Regions from separate parts of the Sus scrofa genome. Here region 1 is linked to region 2. The links are chromatin contacts, called in public Hi-C maps. All regions are on one chromosome and are shown on one strand. The core of a region is the stretch at or near the end of the contact, and the rest is flanking DNA. Distances in the headings are between cores, read along the strand shown.

What was found. Hi-C and Micro-C count contacts between places; a contact is called where the count stands out from the background.
Region 1: a Hi-C map of liver shows a contact between it and region 2, with 4 times the contacts expected there. The contact joins the promoter of GCLM here to the promoter of ABCD3 in region 2. A contact is called at or near these places in 2 of 5 promoter capture datasets (fetal liver and liver) and 2 of 47 Hi-C or Micro-C datasets (heart right ventricle and liver).

The regions. Positions count from the first base shown.
Region 1 is chr4:123,369,757-123,373,402 of Sscrofa11.1, forward strand. It overlaps GCLM (glutamate--cysteine ligase regulatory subunit), which reads left to right and starts at 1,442. Exons shown (of 7, transcript XM_001926378.4): 1 at 1,442-1,934. The coding sequence starts at 1,809.
Region 2 is chr4:122,927,900-122,931,765 of Sscrofa11.1, forward strand. It overlaps ABCD3 (ATP binding cassette subfamily D member 3), which reads right to left and starts at 1,541. Exons shown (of 23, transcript NM_001244133.1): 1 at 1,364-1,541. The coding sequence starts at 1,473. It overlaps LOC102161678 (a long non-coding RNA gene), which reads right to left. Exons shown (of 7, transcript XR_002343596.1): 7 at 3,863-3,866.

The DNA of each region.
Region 1 (3,646 bases), core at 192-2,691, 440 kb after region 2:
TAAGAATCAAATGTTTCAGTGACATAGCGGTGCAGTGGAAACGAATCTGACTAGGATCCATGAGGACGCAGTTTCCATCCTTGGCCTTGCTCAGTGGGTTAAGGACCCAGCGTTGCTGTGAGCTGTGGCGTAGTTCGGCAGCTGTAGCTCGGATTTGACCCCTAGCCTGGAAACCTCCATATGCCTCGGGTGTGACCTTAAGAAAGAAAAAAAAGGAAAAAAATAAGAATCAAATGTTTCCGTTAACTAAAATGGCCCCTGTTTATTCTTGCTTCTGGGATTAATCTTTTCCTCAATGAGTTCCTCTTTTTTTTTTTTTTTGCCTTTTAGGGCTGCAATCTCAGCATATGGAAGTTCCAGGCTAGAGGTCTAATCAGCACTGCAGCTGCAGGCCTACACCACAGCCACAGCATCAGGGGATCCCAGCCACATCTGTGACCAACACTGCAGCTCACACCAGATTCTCAACCCACTGAGCAGGGCCAGGAATCGAACCCACATCCTCATGGATACTAGTCAGTTCATAACGCTGAACCACAACGGGAACTCCTCTTCAATGAATTCTTACCTTCATTCAGCAACAAATATTTACTCAAGATCAGCCTCAATTTCTAACTCTTCCTAGAAGGAGCTTGCTTTCCAACCTCTCTCCTAATATTTACTAACTGAAATTCATCTCTTTTTAACAGCATTTTGCTTTTTACTATATGTGATTACTCTCAACATAAGTAAAAGTTTTTTGAGGAAAGCTCAATAAATGTTAAATTTGAGGTTCATTCCAAGTCTACCGCACCTGAAATTTAATAGGAATAGTCACAAGTCATATCTTCCCCGGACTGCCGGGTTTTAGTGCTCTCTTTACTCTGAACTCATCTGGAAACTACGATATTCTTATATTATTACTCATTGGCCTTGTATCTGGAACTAGAGTTTAAACTTCTCAAGGGCAGAGATTAAGTCTCACTCTTTGACTTCGCATACGGGCCCGCAAAATAGTGTCAATCAACAGACCTTCAATTCAAGGACAGGAAGGGAAATGAGCCGTTTGGGGGAAAGCCCTGGCGAAAGGAAATGAACTAAGGAAGACGGTAGCAAAGCAGATCTGAAGGAGAAGGGGGTCCTGTGCATTAACACCCGCTTCTGAGAACTGAAAACCGCCAGTATTTCAAAGCCTCCGTGGACGCCGTCGCTGTCTTTTTAAAGAGGTGTGTGAGGGCATCAGCAGCGTGCCCGGCCATTGGCTGGGAGGCCGTCCGCGGCCGTGGGTGGAGGCGGCGCGGACCGGCGCCCCGCCCTCTGACCTGCAGGGGGCGCCCCGCCCCGCCCTTCCGATCGCCCCGCCCCGCCCGCCGGTCGCCCCGCCCCGCGCGCCCCGCGCTCCCTGCGCCGCGCGCCGGCCCGGCGCCTAGCGCCACGCCCGCCGCAGGCAGAGGGCCAGTCACCCGCGGGCAGGCGCCGCCGCCCGCTCGCCGCCCCGCCCCGTCCCACCCGGCCCGGCCCGGCCCCGCCGCGGGACGGGTAACGGTTACGAAGCACTTTCTCCGCGGCGATTTCTGCTTAGTCATTGTCTTCCTGGAAACGGCTGCTCTAGCGGGAGTCAGCTCTCCCGCGGCGGCCGCAGTAGCTGGAGCCGCATCCACTGGCGCGTCCTTCCCCGGCCGCCGCTCCGCCGTCGCCCGACCGCCCTCTGGCCCGAGCGCAGGCCGGGGTCCCGCCGCGTGGAGCGAGAGCCTCGCGCTCCGCTCTCCGGCCTCCGGGGGCCTCCTTCCCTGCCTGCGGCCGCCGGGCCCGCTCCGTCAGCTGCTGCCATGGGCACCGACAGCCGCGCGGCCGGGGCGCTCCTGGCGCGGGCCAGCACCCTGCACCTGCAGACGGGGAACCTGCTCAACTGGGGCCGCCTGCGGAAGAAGTGCCCGTCTACACACAGCGAGGAGGTGAGGGCGGCGACGCGGGGTTCCCGGGGCAGGCCGCGGACCGGGCCGGGCGGCTCCGAGAGGCGGGGAAGCACCGGGAGGCGGAGGCAGGTGGTCGGCCTCGGAGCGCGCAGGGGACGCGGGCGAGGCGCGCACCTGGGCTCTGCCGGCGGGAGGAGGCTGGGGCCGCTGACCGCGGGATGTCGCATCCGAACCTGCTTTGGGGCAGAGCGTCTTAAAAAACTGGGCAGGTGCGATTTCATCCGAGTGACGCCTCATCAGTGTTCATGGCTGATGACCAAGCTCTCCACCCTACTGGATCGCTCTCCCGGACTAGGGGATCCGAGAGGGCCCATGTATCGTCCCTCCCTACCTCGCTCCCTTCCCCCCAGGGTGTCCAGGTAAAGAAACAAATCTTGATTAAAAAAAAATTAACAGACTGTGTCCTGTTACGACGTTATCAAGCTGTGTTCCTAGTCAGTTTCAGCTCTGAGATGTTGGTGATATGCTATGAACTAACACAAGGCATACCCCTTGAGTGTGAGCTGGACCTAAGGCCTGGTGTTGGGAGGAGGACCCATCAGGAGAGGAGGACACTTGGTTGTAGCTTTAATAGGAATCAGAATCCATAGCATATTCTGTGTCCAGGATGCAGCTCAGTTTGTATGTCTTGTTTTTTTTTTTTTTAACCACGTCTGAGTGTACTATTTCTCCCAAAGATAAAAAACTGTGTCTAGTACTAGATCTTTTATTTCTCCAGGGCTTATGGTTCATTGCAGTAATTTGTATGTATACTGATCACATTGGGGGAAATTTTGTCTCTTATCTCACTTATCACATGCTAAAGTAGTCATTTTCAATTTGACTGCAACCACCGTAAAAAATGCATTTTGCCTTACAGTCCAATTCATGGTACACACCACACACAGTTTTCATGAAAATGTTTTCTGTATACTGTGTGTTCTGACTTTTTTCTTATTTTAATTTTTTAAAACTTGACTTCTTAAGATAGTAATGTCACATCCCATAGTTTGAAAAACATTGTTCAGAGGAGTAATTGTGGTTCAGTGTGATATTTTGGGTGCCCCATAAGAGGGACAAAAACTGGAGAAAATTGAAAACATTTGAGGAACACCTGATACGCGGACATATGTAGAGAAAACATGACAGCTTAGTTGGACTAGGAGAGGCATGTTTTGTTTTTATGTAAAGAACTTTGTAACAACCAGAGCCCTAAACTGGGATATGCTACTTGAAACAGTTTAACTTCATTGAAAAAAGAAACTGAATAAATCACTCAGTATTGAGAAAATTTACCCATTGGATGGAGAGATCATTAAATTTCCTAAAAAGTCTCTGTTTGGTTTTTTGAAGAAATTATTCTGGGAGTTCCCATTGTGGCCCAGCAGGTTAAGGATCCATGTTGACTCTGTGAGGATGTGGGTTCAGTCCCTGGCATAGGCCACAGCTGCAGCTCCAATTCCACCCCTAGCCCTGGAACTTCAATATGCCACAGGTGCTGCTGTTAAAAAAAAAAAAAAAAAAAAAAATTATTCTGCAATCTCTGCCATTTTTTTTTTTTTTTTTTTTTTGTCTTTTTAGGGCCATACCCACGGCATATGGAGGTTCCCAGGCTAGGGGTCTAATCAGATCTGTAGCCGCCAGCCTATGCCAGAGCCACAACAATGCCAGATCCTTAACCCACTGAGCAAGGCCAGGGATCAAACCGGCAA
Region 2 (3,866 bases), core at 291-2,790:
CGCTGAAACACGTCTCTGCAAAAATGTAATTCAAAGGTATTTTACATTTTCTATTGGCGTATTCCCAGGTAACAAACAACTTCCATCTGCAACTGGGAGCTCAGCAAGCATACAATTTAATAGAAAATTTGGTTTATATTTTCCAGAATTACTCATTTTAAAAGCAATCTGAATAGGAGAAACATGAATAGGTACAGTATTGTCTGGACAAAGATGCAAATCATTTTCAACTCTGTTAAACAGATTTAGGAAGGAAAAGAAAGGTCACCGATTCAGACTTTAATAAGATAAGGAAGTCAGGAGATGGTTAGTTAAGAACTTCATGGGAATTAAAGCCACTTGTCAGTGGTTTGGTCAAAAGTCTACTAATTAGATATAACGGGCAAATCAAAACAGAAGGCAAACAGTACCTGCCCAAATAAATAAATAAATAAAATGCATGAAAGCACTATGCCAAAATTTAATATGAAATATACAAGAGTGGCAGGAATGCTTAGGAAGTAGCCTTTTCTCATTCATTTGCTGAAGGAAAGTGACTCTTGGCAAATAAAAAATTATGTCAGTAACCCCAGAACAGTAACTCAATTCTCTCTCTCCCTTCTCTAATGTTATAATCTCCCCAAATTAAATCTAAACATTAAAATTCTCGAGGAGGCAAGCAGGGGAGTATAATCAAAGAGAATCCTAACCCTTACCTAAAACACTTTCACCTTCCACCTGCGAGTCAGGGAAGGGAACCTGGCCCTCCTAATACCTCGGAACCGATCAGCCTTTCCAGATGAAATGCCTGGGAGTTCAATGACCAACTCCAAGGGGACACCACTTTACAAGGCAACTTTGCCAAGCGGACCCAAGATAGTTTGTGTGAACCATCCTCGCGACTCTCAACAGCAACTACTAAGGAATCGTGCCAAAGCTCATCCAATGCTCTAGACCACAGCCTCTAGCCTGGTGAGTCCAGTCTCCATCCTCCCATCATACATACACGTCCACAAAGCAAACCCACGGTCTGGCAGGGGATGAGGTGGCAAAACTAAAACACACCCAGAAAGTTAATGCAGGAAGGAGGTGGTTTGGGGAGGACACGGGGAAGCCACGTCGGGACAGAGGCACAGGTTTGCCCACGGGCGCAGAGAAACGATTCCTTCACACCCCCGGGGGCAGAGTGAGCAGCCGGAAAGGCGGGCGGAGCGCAGGCAGCTCTGGGGCCGCCCGCGCCTCTGGGACACCGGGACACCCTGACATTGGAGCCTGGCAGCGGCGGCCGGCCCCTCTACGCTTGACCCCGCCGGGCAAAGATTGAGAGCGCGCGGGGAGCTCCCGCTCGGGCCCGGGAACGCGGCGCGGCCACGGGCCTTCTTACCCGTGCAGGCCGAGGGCGCGGCGCCGTTTGTGGAGCAGGCAAAGCAGCAGGAAGGCGGCCCCCGCCAGCGAGGAGTTTCGCACGGTCAGGTGCTTGCTGAAGGCCGCCATGGCACAGCCTGTGCGAGCGACTCGGGGACGGGGACCCGGGCGCGGCGGCGGCTACCTTAATGCAGGAAGCGCGGGGGAGACTGGGAGGAGAGGAGCGCGCCGAGGGAGGGCGGGGCCGGCCGCGCAGGGCCGCCCCCTGGCGCGGCCGCGCGCCGGAACCCCCGCCCCCGACCTCGGCTCGGCGGGAGCGCGCGCGGGCGCCGCGGAGGCCGGACAGTTCCCGGGATGCGCTCTGCGCACGCGCGGACCGTCGCAGGGTCACCGGGAGCGCGGGCGCAGAGACGGCCGCCGAGCCTCCCTCGGCAGCAACTCGGTGCTCCGAGGCCTCGGGGTGGCCCCCGCCTCGCCCCTACCCCCACTTCCGCGCGCGCGCACACCCAGGCTTTCTCAAGAACTGGAAAAGCGGGCCTGGCCTGCGCCGGGGCTTTGGTGGGACCAGCCACGCCACTCGCCTGGATGGGCTGTCACCACCCTCTTAAAGGCGCCTGGAGGAGAGGAACAGCCCGTCACAGATCATTTACTCAAAACTGAGCGCACAGTAATCCTTTAGATGAAAACACCTGTCGGGACAACGTGTGGAAATGGGGAAGGAGTGACTGCAAATCAAACACCTTTTTCCAAGCCAGCGGTGGCTGTAGGGGATGGTGCTATCGGTTTTCCGCCACTTTTTTTTTTTTAATGAATTCTGGTCGAACAGAACATAATAGAAAAAATCTCGGGGTGCATTTTGTGTAAAAGAATTGTTTTGAGAAAATGTTTTGCCAGTTTTTCGTATCTATGTGTCCTGAGGAGTAATACAAAATGTATTTCTTACTGTGGATCTGGTCAAACAGAAAGTTTGAGAAACGCTGTTGGCGAAGGGGCATTCAGAAATAACAAGCATGCGTTGTATTCACGCTGGCCTGACTCCCAGAATCAGAAAGGCATTACAGATTACAGCATTCTTCTGCTAGGCCCTGTGATACAGAAATCCCTCTCCTTAGCATTTGGACTGGGGAAATGTACGGTGACTCATGAGTTCTTGTCTTCAGTTGAGGAAACCAGAGAAAAGCAAGTGTGTCAGTCAGAAAATAAGTATATAAAATCTGCACAATAGGCGTATTAAAGTACTCCACATTAAAATAAAACACAAAACAATGGTTCCTTAGGAGTTTTCTCACCTAATAGAGATTACAAGAATTATTCAGGAAGAGGGAAAATTACTAATTCACTCATAAATTGCATAGCACTGTAAAAGCGTTAGAAACCCTGGGAGAAAGTGTATCACCTTGGAGTTAGTAGCAGTGAAGGTAGGGTGTGTAAGGTTAGTCCAAAATATATCCATTTAGTAAATATATTTCAAAGGAGAGATATATTTAGGAAGTAGACTATAGTTCAAAGGAAAGGTAAGGTAAGAATGTTACTCATTGGGCAAGGTGTTCTGAAAAACCCACCCTTGGCTCAAGAAGCATGGGTAATTTGTTTTGTTTTCTTTTTTGTTTTAGGCCATTTGGGAAGTTCCTGGGCCAGCTATCAAACCCACACCATAGCAGCAACCCAAGCCACTGCAGTTACTATGTGGGATCCTTAACCTGCTGAGCCACACTGCAACTCGTGATATGAGCTCAGATAACACCAAATGGTCATAAAGCCCTAGGGACAAAAATTGTAACCCAGCAAAGTTGGGTTTATTAACTTGCTGCAGCAAAAGAAACTGCATAGCAGAGGAATGGTGGGCATGTCTCCAAAAAAGGAAAGAAACTGGGATCATTATGGTGTTTGGAGTAGGGAAGAGTTAGGTCGACTCTAAATGACATAGTGCTTAACAGGCTCAGGGCAGTTCAGACCTACATGTAAAAGGATTCCTATCAGACCTGGGTTGGGACGCAGGCCAGGGATTCCATTTCGTTGAAAGAAAAATTTAAGATTAATGTAGAATATCTGAACAACCTTTTATCGGAACCTCTGCACTAAAATTGAGGCTACTTCTCCAGGTCAAAGTGACTTACATGGCACCCATTTCCCCAGGCAGGAAAGGAATAATCTGTTCGCACTAATATGTGTTCCAAAGAATGAAGTTTCTGCCAACCTAGGATTTTAGAGAAAGTTCCTTAGCACTGTATCCATTTATAATTAACGCAAGCAATTTTTCAGATTTACACTTTATAATAATAATAATTAAGGGGGAAAGTGTTTGGTTTTTTTGGTTTTTTTTTTTTTTTTTTTTTGCCTTTTCTAGGGCCACTCCAGAGGCATATGGGAGTTCCCAGGCTAGGGGTCTAATCAGAGCTGTAGCCGCTGGCCTACACCACAGCCACAGCAATGCAGGATCCAAGCCACGTCTGTGACCTACCCTACAGCTCATGGCAACGCTGGATCCCCAACCCACTGAGCAAGGCCAGGGATCGAACCCG